Linked DNA regions of Mus musculus: region 2 is linked to region 1. Evidence: chromatin contacts called from public promoter capture Hi-C data. All regions are on one chromosome and are shown on one strand. The core of a region is the stretch at or near the end of the contact, and the rest is flanking DNA. Distances in the headings are between cores, read along the strand shown.

Region 1 (7,438 bases), core at 2,052-4,551:
AACCAACTCTACCTTTGTTTGTACTGCCGAGTGCCTCTGTGTTCTCATTTCTTGTATTAAATTAAATACATTAAATTCCTCTGGAATTTTCTAAAACAAAGAATATAACATTATCAGAAAATAGTAAAATACCCTCCAAGTTTTCACACAGACCTTAGATACAGGCTGGATAACTGCAAGTATTTACTGCGCTCTAGCTATCAGACAAAGACAGACAGTGCTGCAGATGCACGTATCCGGTCCTCAGAATCACGCAGCAGAATGTGACTAGCCCATGCAGGAAACACAGAGACCACAAAAAACTGATAGGTGGGGGAAAAATTACACAGTTCTGAAGGGGTGAGAAAGACGGCTCAAGTCAGGGAAGTGCTCATGTAAATAAGTATGAGGACCTGGCTGCAGTTCCACAGAACTGACATAAATGCTGGTGTGGCGCTGGGGCCTGAAACCCCAGTGCTAGTTTACCAAGAGACATTAACACAGAAACTATGGTGTAAAAGAGCCAGAAAGTCAACCTCTGACCACCACTTGCTGGTGCATATACCAGTGCACAGATGAACACATACACACACCATACTGACACGCACATGAACACATAAGTGTGAATAAAAGGTTATTCTGACAAAATCATGGGAAACTGATTACTCGGAGAACTAAGACGTTGAATATGGATAAAGCCTAAGATAAAGAATTTGACTTTACTTTCTAGGCCTCTGTGTCCTTGGCCACGGCCATGCACGACACAAGTGAAAGAGCTAAGGCAGACCCGCAGGCTCGTCTCTGTAAAGACACACGCACAGCGTATCCAGTCCACACTGAGGTATGTCTGTACCTCCCAACTCTACTCCAGGAAAGACGGCAGTCTGAACCAGGAAGAAGTGAGTAGGATTTGGTTGTCTGAGAGAAACATTCTGGAGCCATGAGGAAGACTGACAAGCAAAGAATGATTTTAAGCTGTAGTCTCGAGAGACATTAAAAGCATTTTTTTTAATTTATTTTTTTATTTTTTGGTTTTTCGAGGCAGGGTTTCTCTGTATAGCTCTGGCTGTCCTGGAACTCACTCTGTAGAAAAGGCTGGCCTCAAACTCAGAAATCCACCTGCCTCTGCCTCCTGAATGCTGGGATTAAAGGCATGCGCCACCACGCCCGGCTAAAAAGCATTTTTATATCCAGTTCCAGCTAAGCTCTAGGTTTATAGTTATGTTAAGATAAATTCAATCAAGTGGGGACTATAATAAACAACTTTAGTGATGTTTCAAACAAATACTTAAAATATTCTGAAACTTTTTCCCAAATTTTGTTTGCTAGTATTTTAATATCTCTCCCTTTTCTATCTCTTCCTTTTCCAGTTTTAGTTTTGGAGTTTAAAAATATTCATTTATGCTGTGAGGTGGTGCGGCACGCCTTTAATCCCAGCACGTGGGAGGCAGAGCCAGGTGAATCTGTGAGTTCGAAGCCAGCCTGGTCTACAGAATTTTACAACAGTCAAAGCTACAGTGAAGCCCTGTCTAAGCACTATCCTCTCCCAAGTACATATATATTTCTATGTGTTTTATCTACATATATAAGTATGTATGTGCACCAGATGCTTGCCTGCAGAGGTCAGAAGGCCTTGGCTATCCTGAAAGTTATGTTTCAGGATGTGTCATGGTGTGGGTGCTGGAACTGACCTCTGGTCCCAGGCAAGAGCAGGAAGTGCTCTTTACTGCTAGGTCATCAATCTAGTCCTGTAATTTCTTACTTTTATGTTACAAATGAGATACAGGCACAGTGTCACATTCCTTTAATCCAAAAACTTGGGAGGCAGAAGCAGGAGGATCTCTGAGTTCAAGGTCAGCCTGGTCTCTCTGCCTCTGTCTGTCTGTCTGTCTCTGAAGCCAGAACCAAATAGTGAGACCCTGTGTTTCATCCCCCTTCCCCGCAAAGAACCCCAACCAACCAACCAAACATAAACAACTGGGAAGAGCGCAGTCTAGTCAATTTTTTTCATTGAAAAACGTTTCATATTAGAAAAAGATTAGTCTTAGGGGAATATAAAAATGAAGTTTTATCCCAGAGAGATTATTTAAGAATTATTTAAAACTTGCTCTTGCCTTGGGGGGGTGGGGAGGGAGAGGAGACTTGGACAGATGGACAGCAATGGTAGGGGGAAAAAGATGATGTAAAAGGAAAACTAAGCATTGAACCTATTTTTTTTTTAACAAAATGCTGACTGACATATTCATAGCAAATTTCAAGCTATGAAAGATAAAGTTTGCCTATAACACAGAGAAAATGAACATAGTATAGAACTAGCAAAAGAAACATATACAAGAAACATACACATACACATTCAGAGAAGGGACTCTGATCCTTGTGTCTTCCACAGTTTCAAACACAATTTAATGGAAATAACAGGTAGAAACTACAATGCTGACAGCAACTGTCACAACTAAAATGCCATGGGTAGTGAACTACAAGCCCAGAATTGATTCTAGGCACTTTGGCCCTGGGGTCAGCACTCTTAAACACTACACATGAAAGAATTCACTCAGTGGAAAACAAACCCCACCCTGGTTTGCAGTTCATAGTTTCAAGGCAGCTGTAACATTTACACTTACCCACATTGCTCTTTATATGGTAAGACTAATTCTAGAAATATAGTATATCTAAAAAACCAAAACAAACCAAAAACCAAAAAACCTACACTATAAATTTAACATAACAATAAACTGAATATGATACTATATAAAAGGCATTCTTACCCCTGCTTTCAGTAAGTTCCACGTGTAATCTATGGCACAAATAGCACCTGTTCGTCCACAGCCTGCACTAAGGGAACAAAGTTTGAGAAAAAAAATTTGTTGTTTTTTTCTTTAAATAAAAGGTATGCTAATTATACCCCAATAAGAAATTTGATACAATTCTACATAGTAAATCAAATACAAATTAGAGTACAGTACCATCCTTAACATTAATATTTGATATTTAAAAATGTAATTCAGCAATTTATAAAAGTAAGTGCCTCACAAAGAACCTGTAAACCCTTACCCCCATAAGTCTAATTCTCGCCAGTAACCCCCTGTAGAGATAAAATTATTCTCAATAGTTATAAGCATAATAGAATGCTCACAATGGCTTTACTGTTTTGGTCAAGAAGACCCAGTAAATTGTAGTAGGTATGGGAGAGAAAGCCTCAAGTGTAGGATCAGTTCAGAGAAGCAGCAGTGACCTTAGTGACCCAAGTCCATACACAAAGGCAGCTGACAAACCCGGGCTGGGCTCCAGCAGAACACGCTGAAGCTACACTGTTTTTACAACGACTTTAATTAAATGGAAGGAAGCATTCTTGTGAAGTATGCTCGCTCTAGAGCTGGGTGTGGGAGGCCTGCCTATGGTGACGAGCACTTCAGAGACTGAGGCATGAGTACTTGAGGTCCCAGCCAGCTGGGGATAGGTTTTAAGATCCCAACAAACACACTTTATATTAAATGGGTACGTTTTCTTTCCTTTTGTAGATGTGCTTTTAAGTTACTTCAGTTAACACACTGTCTTCTAACAGCATTAAATCATCATTTTTCCCCCATACATGGTTTCTCTGTGTAGCAAGCCCTGGCTGTCCTGGAACTCTTTCTGTAGTCTATCTAGGCTAGCCTCAAAACTCAGAGATCCATCCTCCTCTGCCTCCCAAGTGTTGGGGTTAAAGGTGTGCACCACCATCACCACCCTGTAAATAATTTTTAAAACTAGAAAAACCCTACTGAAATAGACTTATGAATTATAGTTATTGGCTGAATAACAGGATGGAACAGGAAATAATTTCAAACAAGTTGTTAAAAAAAATCAAGTTAAACCATTTCTTTATCTTTCAATATCAGAACAAAAGCTTTCTTTTTTGACCACCATTAATTAACTATGAAAAGATTGTTTTAATCTAGTAATTTGTTAGATGGTTTCTGTATATCTACCAGCAAACCAATTCTCCTGGAGGCAGCTCTCTTTACTAATCAAAAGACACCAGTTAGGTAAGAAAAGTCAAAATTGAAATAAATCAACCTTTTAAAAAAGTAATTAACCAATAATCTCTCTTTTTTTTTTAAAGATTTATTTTTATTTATATGAGTACACCAGAAGAGAGCATCAGATCTCAATACAGGTGGTTGTGAGCCACCATGTGGTTGCTGGGAATTGAACTCATGTTGGTGTCCTACTCATAATGTTCCTGCTTCAGTTTCCAGAATGCTGGGATTACAGGCATAACTACCGTGCTGTGTTTTCTTTATTTATTTCTTATAGTAAAATTCAATTACAGATACAAATAGTTTAGCAGGACAAATTTAGTGTGATTTTTGAGAAACTCTGATTCTAAGGTCTTTTGAAATATCAAGATAGAAAATAGAAAAACTGCCTAAGGAATCAAGTAAATTTTATACTACTTGGAAACATACATATTTATCTAGTGAAATTCTAAAATTAGGTTTTGAAATATCTTATACATTACTGTACAATATAACCATGATTATACTGTAAACTACTGTGAACCTTCTATTTTTATGATTGATTCAACATTTATTCTTTTAAAAGTTGTATTCTCCCTAACATTTTTCTATACACTATAAATGTAGACCTTAAGCATGGATGAGGTGGTTTAGATGAGTAATGTCTTCCAGACTCACACATTTGAACACTTGGTCCCCAGTTGGTCCCCTTTAGGAGGTTGGTGTAACATGAGACCTTTAGGAAATGGGGCCTTGTTGGAGGACAAATATTGGTAGGCTTGCAGGGTTTAGCCTTGCCTTACTTTCTGATGCTGAGGCTATTCCCCAACATTATGCACACTCATCCTCTGAAACTGTAAGCTAAGTCAACCCTTTCTTATTTAAATTTATTTTGGGTCATGATATTTTATGACAGCAATAGAAAAAACATACAATTCAAGTAGCAGCTATTTTTCCTGTGTTTAAAACCTAGCTTAGTTGTTTCCTTTGCTGTCTCCCTGGTTTTTGGGTTTTTGTTGGTTTGCTCCTTTAGGATTGTATTGTTGTTAATTCTCTTCGTCTTTGTGAGACATAGTCTCACTCTGCGGCCCAGGCTGGGCTCCGACAGTCGCTATGCAGTGAGATTATAGGCATGAGCCACTTTAGGGAGCCTTTGAATAATTTTACATTAAAACTAAGTTAGGTAAGGTGTTTCTTCCTTCTTTGGTATCCTAGGAATGGGGAGGTAAAAGTTCAAGGCTCACCTTGGCTATTAAGACCCCGCCTTTTAAAAAAAGAGTAGTGGTCATTCAAAGAAGCCACAGAACATTAACAAACCTTTCTGAAAAGTGTTTCAGAGCTCGTTAGTTCTATCATAAATAATACGGAGTTTACTGGAGTAGAAAGTCTGTCAGATGAGACAGGGAACAAAGAAGTCACAATATTTAAGGACATAAAAATCCTATAAATGTTTAGGCACACATTCTTAATTTCCCAGATATGAAAAAAAATTAAGGCTATCTTCCTTCCAACTGGAATGTTTCTTTGCTTTTCATTTAAAATATTTCATGGCTTATAAGTAGGAAAAATAATCAGACAATAAAAACAGGTCAATGAGCTCAGTTAAAAACACCTGCTCTTATTTAACACAACCTCTAACCTGCACTCGGAACACAAAATTAGTTACCCCTTCAAGAATGGCAGAATTTGAAGGCTGTGTTTACATGACTTCTTATGTCTCAACATGACTAAATTTGCAAAGACTAATTGGAACTTAGTATTACCTGGAAAGAGTGAAAACATTTTACAGAGCAGTTTAACAGAGATATAGCTAAACTTAAGCCTGTTAAGGGGCAGGTCATTACTTTGGGCAATGCTACACAGCACAATTTAATAAAGATGTCCAGTAAATGTATACCAACAGTTTATATTTAACTTACTACAAAAATGCTATGTCAGGTATCATAGCACACATCTATAATCCAAGCAGAAGAGTGGAGGCAAGGAAGATAGCCTTGGCTATTTAATAAGTCTGATACCAGCCTGGCCTACATAAGATGCAGTGATAAGCCTTCAATTCTCAAAAAAAAAAAAAAAAAAAGTGGGGAGATTAGAATATTTAACAATAAATATCACCCACCATAATTCCTTAAAAGGTGAAAAAAAAAAAAAAGAATGCTCGTTTCATGTTTGCTTAAGATTTCAGAAGTTTGTAAACTATAATTTCAGGGTATGACAACAATGGTACAGACATGGCAGCTTGCTCCTCGGGAACAAAATCCAGCACAGGATGTTTGTCACTTGGAAAACACCTTACAATCTACATCGTAAGAGCTATGAAATTCAGGTATATCTTACAAATGACATCTATGCTGTGTAACTAGCAATGAATTCTTTTAAACTCTCATGTTTAGTATGTGTCAGGTAAGGCTTTGTCTGTCCCCTCTCTTTCCTTCCCTTCTTTCTGCTAAGGGACAACATTATCGGGAGGTAGCCCTGAGCGGCTAAAGCTCACATCAGCCTCCTTGGTTTGGGGTTATAAGCGTGTCCCTACACCCAGCACTTCTCTGCAGACCACGGGATCTCAGATCAGTAAGGCCTTTATATCTATATACAGTTTTTAAAGTCTGAGACTTCATCACTCATGAAAATTTGCCTGACACTGATCATATGAGGAAATATGATGTTTTACAGCAACATTTAGACAGTCTATTAACCAGATTAGATTATATCAATTCACAGGGTCTTATTCTCAAACACACCATAACAGGGCTAGGAAAAGCTCAAGATATAATAAAACATCATATTAATGTAGAAATAAAACCTTATCTCACAAAACATAAACACTGTACTTCTCTACATTTAGAAAATTATTTTGTACCTGCAATGAATACAAATAGGCACATCTTCATGTTCTTGGTATTTCCTCATTAAGCTTATCATGTCCAGAATAGAATCAAATGACGAAGGAACATCATGGTCTGGCCAGTTCACGTAATGAAACTGATAGAGCCGACGGGATTCCTACATGAAAAGCAGAAATTCAGGGGCTGGAGAGATGACTCAGCAGTTAAGAGCACTGACTGTCCTTCCAAAGGTCCTGAGTTCAAATCCCAGCAACCACATGGTAGCTTACAACCATCCATAATGACATCTGATGCCCTCTACCGGTGTGTCTGAAGACACCTACAGTGTACTTACATATAAATAATAAATAAATATTAAAAAAAAGAAAAGCAGAAATTCAGTAATTAGAAGAATGTATTTACAAACTTGTAAGCTATGTATTCCACGTCTTTAAATTTTTTCCCCAATTTTAACCTTATAGTAAATATTGAAAGTGATAGCCCGCATAAATTAAACATCCAAAGATGCCTCAGTAACTCTAAAAACTATTTATTTTCATTTATGAGTCCACGGACATATGTATGCTGTGTGTGCCTCATGCCCCATGGTCAAAGAGAGTTTTAGATCTGAGTGGA
Region 2 (6,755 bases), core at 754-3,253, 420 kb after region 1:
AATGGATCACATGTAAGGCCTAAATATATGTGTTCTTTCTTCTTTCTCAGCTATAAACCAACAGTTTTCTAGAAATCTTACCCAAAACCCTACTTCTAGTAAAGGACATGTTTTAATTCCCTTTTACAATTCTTGTGACACACAGTTTTATTTTAGGACTGTAACCCAATCCAAGACATCTCTAGAGTAATCCTATAATCTCACTTATTGAAAAAGAAGAAGAAGAGAAAGGTTTTAAAGAAGTTTCTTAGAGAAATCCTTTGAGGCATAACATGAGAGTCAGCAAAAGAGTGACTCTGGAGCACTTCTGCTAAGTCACTTAGGGCAAGCTCAAGGGAGCTTACACCTGTGCTCTTGGGTGTGTCTCTTTCTCTCCCTGTGTGATCAGTCACCTCTAGCAACCCCTGTGCTCTTAAACCCTTGTTTAAAATCTATTTTAAATCAACCCTCTTTCACATTAGCTTCTCCCAACATTTTTTTTCCAGCAAAGTCAAGGACAGGTTTCACCTTGGTGGAGGTCCTCAAGGATAGGGGCCTTCTTCTCAGATGGCTGACAGCAGGGCAGGGCTGTCACTGCCACCACCACTACCATAGTCTTCACTAAGAGAACAACATGGACGCTGGGGAGGACTTTAGCCTAGTCTATCTATCCATCTGTCACTTCAGGTTCAAAGAATTGGGGTCCCATATTTGGCTGAGAGTTTTGATCTTTAAAGGTATCATTTTATTTACTTATTGTGTATTTTATTTGTCACAACGTTCTCCGTATATAGTCCAGGTGGGCCTCAGATTTGAGATCTTTCTGCTTCAGCTTCCCAAACTCTGAAAACTTACAAGTGAACACCATCACACTGGACTTGCAATTAGTTAAATCTGTATGTAAGGAATTTAGGGAATTATTTGTAGAATGGGGAGAAGAATAGGCAAATATGGCTGAAATAATGTCCACACCCCCCATTTCCCATTATCTTTACTGCCTACTGAATAATAAAAAAAAGAGTTAACTTATAGAGTTATTTAGCACAGTCTGTCTTATATCAAAACTGAAGAAACATTTCTTGTGCCATAGATAATACAACAGGACCAGGAAAAAATTCTGACATCCCCTAACAAGTCTTATGATCCAGAGAGAGAGAGAGAGAGAGAGAGAGAGAGAGAGAGAGAGAGAGAGATTTTATTTTACCATTAAGGCCAAGGACCAGTTGCAGGGAAAGAGATCAAGACTGTCCTCTAACCAAGTTCAAATGTCTCCAAATCTCTTAGCAACGTAGACATATGCCATTCCTAAAATACTTTGTTTTGTATACTGTGCACTGCTTTGTTGTCCATTGTTTCATTTGATAAATGTGGTAAAAACGAAAAAAAAAACTTCTACACAAGACAAGGAAGATAGTGTCATCATTTTATAAGCAAATAGTAAAACCCAAAGGCATCCAATGACTGGCCTAAGATTACTACTTACAGTTAAGAAAGAGCCAGAATTCTAACACTTTTTCTTTTCCTTTTTTTTCTTTTTTCTTTTTCGAGACAGGGTTTCTCTGTATAGCCCAGGCTGTCCTGGAACTCACTCTGTAGACCAGGCTGGCCTCGAACTCAGAAATCCACCTGCCTCTGTCTCCTGAGTGCTGGGACTAAAGGCGTGCGCCACCATACCTGGCTTCTAACACTTTTTCTATCTAGTATTTTTTACCTAAGTGGGAGTTCCCTTAAAGGACAGAGAAGGGAGAAAGCAACAGAACGTGTCTGTCCTCTCATGCTAAGGTCTCTTGTGAGGGGGATTCTCTATTCCCAGGGAATCCACATTAGTTTGGTGACCTTTGGTTCTAACTACCTAAAGAAAGTATTCCTAACTTTGAATCTGATTCCCATCTATAAACATGCTGTTTCTTACCCTTTCTTTTGGTCCTGATCCTTGTTTAAACTCTTATTTTTCTCCGTGTGTTTTGGTCCCTGGGGTCTCACTTCAAAACTTCACCCTCTCCTAAGAGTCGCGTCCTTGGTATCCAAAGTAACCACAGCTGAGTTTATCCCGTCCCTTCTACTCTTCCTATTGGTCAGTTACATTAACTTTTTTTCTTTCTCTGCTCTCTTGGCCAATGGGCTTGAAGCAACGGGAAAGCAACGAGGGGGGAGCGGGGGCTCCTCTACCAATCGGCTGTCAGTCTGTGTATTCAGCGCACTGTCTCCTGGGATATGTAGTTTCACAGTTACCAGAACACCTTGATGTTTGGCTCCTTTAAAACTACATATCCCGATGGCCTCCGCCAAAGGGGCGGAAATAGGTGACTTGTCCAGGTCAGGGTTTCAACTAGGCTCTTTGAAGTTTTAACTTTCCTACCGGGATTTAAGGCGTTAAGTACTGTGCTGGGGGCCTGGCTCGTTCTTCCTTGGCGGAGCCGTGCATGCTGTCCCCTTCGTGACTGACCCGAGGCAGCTCGTGGTTCTTGTGGTCCCGGGACCAGCGAGCCAAGGCTGAAGCGTTCCAAGGGAGAGCATGTTCGGCCGCCTCCCTCCTTGCGCGTCCCGAGTGCGGGCGGGCGCCTTGGTCGGAGCTCTCGGGGCTCGGACTTGCGGCTCCAGTGGGGCGCAGCGGCAGGGATCAGCGCCCGATGACTCTGGGGCCGGCCTGGCGCGTGGGGCTCTGAGGGAGTGGACGCTGCAGGTGAGCCCGTTTGGGCGACTGAGGGCGCGGCTCCCTTGCCACCTGGCCGTGAGGCCCCTGGATCCCCTTGCGCACCCGGATGGCGACCGCGTGCAGGTGGCGGTGTGCGGCGTGGAGCACGTGGCGCGCGGCCTGGACAGCCTGCAGGTCAAGTATGATGCTGATCGGCAGGAGATGGCCATTCTGTCGGACGACATCGACCCCCAGGCGTCGGTGGAGGTGAACGCGCCCGTCAAATTTGGCAAGTGAAGTGAAAAAGGGTTTGGGTCACAAAACTAATAGTGTTTAAGCGTTGGGTTTCCAATTAAGGAGGAAAATTAAAGCCGAGTGGAAGCTTGTATTGGAATAATCTGAGTCTAATTACATTGTGGAGCCATTAGCATCACAGTCATTAGCATCGTTCAGGGTTGAGGTTTCTTGATAACTATCCAGTGGTTTGGTAGCCCACATCTCGGGGCTCTGGTCCCTCGTCAGCTCTATGTATAGATGCTTCCAGCTAATCTAGAAAAACAAAAACAAAAACAAACGAACAAAAAACCTTGCTTTCCAACAGGTACCCAGGTTGGTAGATGTCTATTCATTTAGGCATAAGTAAATTCTCTGCGAATACAAACTTTGAAGCAAGACACATAGTTAAGACTGTCTGGGGAAATTCATAATAGTACCTGCAAAACGTATTTCTTAGGCATCTGAGTCCCGTTATTTTATTTCCCAGATGCAAACCGCTGAGCACACATACTTTTCTAGAAAGGGTTCTGGGGCTCTCATTCTTCCTGGAACTGAAGGATGGTGTTGCTGATGATAGCAATAGCACCGTTTACCTCTTCTAAAATTATTTTATATTAACCCTCACAGTTGCTCGGTAGGGTGGATGCTTTTGTCACCGTTTCAGATGAGGACATTGAAGTAAAGGAAGTATAAGATACATACTGTGACTGAACAAACAAAGGCCCCGTGCGTGGTGACATTATGAAATTTGCTTCCTTAGGTGTCTTTCCACCTTAAATACAAGTAGGCAGGGCTAGGATGTGAGCTGTTAGGCTTCGTTGCTTCTCAACTTCTAACTAGCCTAAATGAATAAGAGACAGTGCCTCCAAATTTTAATACTCTGAAGTGCCGGTGGGGCTTTACCACAGTGCAGAATAAAATGGGAGTCAAAGGAGAGAGAGGCAAAACTTAAAACAGCCTCTCTGAGATGGGTATTACCTCTCCCAGCGATCCCAAATTACCTCACTGCTTCTTTTTAAAGCCAGGGGCTTATTTTCAGGGTACTGCCTCGATTCCATAGGCCCCTCAAATCTACATCGCTGATTTTATTGATAGTTGTTCCTCCAGCTTGTGATAGAGTGTCCCAGTGGATGTCCCATTACTACTCCTGTGTTAACCTTAATTCCCCGCCCTCCTTCCCAGCAACAGAGTGTGTTTAGCATCCCTTCGCTTACCTGTATAGTTGTCAGCTCTGCCTTGTTTCCTGCCATATGACAAGGCTCAGGTGGGCAGGCAGTTCTGCTTGTGTCAGTGCATGGCTTTCATGCACTCTCAGTTCCTCTCAGTGCATGTTGCTGATTTAACCCAGTGCCAAGCAGTGGAGGGCACTTATACTGTAATGATTAAAGTTGTGGCAGTGGGTCCCAACAACGCGCTTTGGGGAACATAATTGTGCTGGTTAGTTTGTAGTGAGCGCGACACACCTAGAATCACCTGGGAGAGGAGCCTCAATTGAGAAAATGCCTTTGTCAGATTGGCCTGTAGGCAAGTCTGCATTAATCAAGAAGCATTTCTTGACTAATGGTTGATATGGGAGGGCCCAACCACACGGGTTGACCCTGGGTTATATTAAAAAAAAAAAAGCAAGCTGAGAGACTCCTGGAGAGCAAGGCGGTATTTCTCTGTGATCTCCTCTTCAGTTTCTGCCCTGAGTTTGTCCTGACTTCACTGCGTGATGGACCGTAAGTTAGGAGATAAACCCTTTCCTTCACCAAATGACTTTGGTCAGTGTTTGATCAACCAAGGTCACATGACAGTAGTTTTTGTTTCTGTACTCCAGCTTAAGGGAAATTTAATATTAATGCAATTGCATAGTCGTAGTCACTCTTTAATATTTTGTTATTGCTGGTTTTTTTTTTTTTTTTTTTTTTTTTTGGAGACAGAATCCCTTTACAGAGCTCTAGCTATCCTGGAACTCAGTGTAGACTAAGCTGACTTTATACTCAGAGATCCATCTGCCTCTGCCTCCTAAATGTTGAGATAAAAGGCGTGCACTGTAGTGCCCAGCAATTATTTTGTTTTTATAAGGAGATATCTAAAGTGACACTTTAAATTACAGCTGAGAAGGCCACCTGGTCAATCCCTATTTTCCAAATTTTCTTTAAATACACTCTTATTTATCCACAATATTGTGGCTTTAATTCTCCTTATCACTCGGGGTTTTTTTGTTTTGTTTTTTCTTCTTTTTTTTTATTAGATATTTTCTTCATTTAAATTTCAAATGCTATCCCCAAAGCCCCCTATAACCTCCCCCCCTGCCCTGCTCCTCAACCCACCCACTCCCGCTTCCTGGCCCTGGCATTCCCCTGTACTGGGGCATATGATCTTTGCAAGACCAAGGGCCTCTCCACCCATTGATGGCCAACTAGGCCATCCTCTGCTACATATGCAACTAGAGACACAGCTCTGGGGGGTACTGGTTAGTTCATATTGTTGTTCCTCCTATAGGGTTGCAGACCCCATTTAGCTCCTTGGGTACTTTCTCTAGCTCCTTCATTAGGGGCCCTGTGCTCCATCCCATAGATGACTGTGAGCATCCACTTCTGTATTTGCCAGGCACTGGCATAGCCTCACAAAAAAGAGCTATATCAGGCTCCTGTCAGCAAAATCTTGCTGGCATATGCAATAGTGTCTGGGTTTGGTGGTTGTATATGGGATGGATCCCCAGGGTGGGGCGGTCTCTGGATGGTCCTTCTTTCTGTCTCAGCTCCAAACTTTGTCTCTGTAACTCCTCCCATGGGTATTTTGTTCCCCATTCTAAGAAGGAGCGAAGTATCTTTGATCTTCCTTCTTCTTGAGTTTCATGTGTTTTGCAAATTGTATCTTGGATATTCTAACTTTCTGGGCTAATATCCGCTTATCAGTGAGTGCATGTCATGTGTGTTCTTTTGTGATTGGGTTACCTCACTCAGGATGATGTCCTCCAGATCCATCCATTTGCCTAAGAATTTCATGAATTCATTGTTTTTAATAGCTGAGTAGTACTCTGTTGTGTAAATGTACCACATTTTCTATATCCATTCCTCTGTTGAGGGACACTTGGGTTCTTTCCAGCTTTTTGGTGATTATAAGGCTGCTATGAACATAGTGGAGCATGTCCTCATTACCAGTTGGAACATCTTCTGGATATATGCCCAGGAGAGGTATTGCGGGATCCTCCGGTAGTACTATGTCCAATTTTCTGAGGAACTGACAGACTGATTTCCAGAGTGGTTGTACAAGCTTGTAATCCAACCAGCAAAGGAGGAGTGTTCCTTTCTCCACATCCACGCCAGCATCTGCTGTCACCTGAATTTTTGATCTTAGCCATTCTGACTGGTGTGAGGTGGAACCTCAGGGTTGTTTTGATTTGCATTTCCCTGATGATTAAGGATGTTGAACATTTTTTCAGGTGCTTCTCAGCCATTCGGTATTCCTCAGGTGAAAATTCTTTGTTTAGCTCTGTACCCCATTTTTAATAGGGTTATTTGATATTCTGGAGTCCATTTTCTTGAGTTCTTTATATATATATAGTGGATATTGTCCCCTATCTGATATCACTCAGTTTTTAAAAGTGGTTCTGGTTGTTAAAAGTTACATCAAGTACCTTCTGATGTGGTTATGTGGAAGTATTTTCATGTTGGGGTTATGAAAGGCTAGAGTAGAATTTGAAAGCCTAGGTCATGGCCACATACACTGATCTACACTATTGTTATATTCTTTAAATTAGGGGAATATAGGACAAGGCTGGCCGACTCAGCAGATATTTGATGGCTTGCTGGTTCACTGTTATATCCTTATTCATTTGTGTGTGTTCTTTCTGCTGCATGGGGCTTCTATGATATTC

Evidence for each region. Promoter capture Hi-C pulls out the DNA fragments that hold promoters and counts their contacts.
Region 2: a contact with region 1 is called in a promoter capture Hi-C map of the 3T3-L1 cell line, with 5 times the contacts expected there. The contact joins the promoter of Ccdc146 here to the enhancer-like site in region 1. A contact is called at or near these places in 11 of 39 promoter capture datasets (the 3T3-L1 cell line, 3T3-L1-derived adipocytes, the C10 cell line and 5 more), 4 of 484 Hi-C or Micro-C datasets (CD8 T cells, adipose-derived mesenchymal stem cells, embryonic fibroblasts and 1 more), 2 of 115 datasets of contacts at active chromatin or transcription factors (acute myeloid leukemia and memory CD8 T cells) and 1 of 9 other capture datasets (adipose tissue).

What each region holds. Positions count from the first base shown.
Region 1 is chr5:21,002,605-21,010,042 of GRCm38.p6, forward strand. Ptpn12 (protein tyrosine phosphatase, non-receptor type 12) reads right to left here. Exons shown (of 18, transcript NM_011203.3): 8 at 6,838-6,980; 9 at 2,745-2,811; 10 at 13-90. Among named protein-coding and RNA genes, the nearest start is that of Ptpn12, 50 kb to the right of the region's middle. Within about 2 kb of position 3,302, at least 11 of the 459 cell types and tissues checked have an H3K27ac peak or open chromatin away from gene starts, as enhancers often do.
Region 2 is chr5:21,422,674-21,429,428 of GRCm38.p6, forward strand. Ccdc146 (coiled-coil domain containing 146) reads right to left here and starts at 2,004. Exons shown (of 19, transcript NM_029195.1): 1 at 1,892-2,004. Fam185a (family with sequence similarity 185, member A) reads left to right here and starts at 2,230. Exons shown (of 8, transcript NM_177869.4): 1 at 2,230-2,903. The coding sequence starts at 2,495.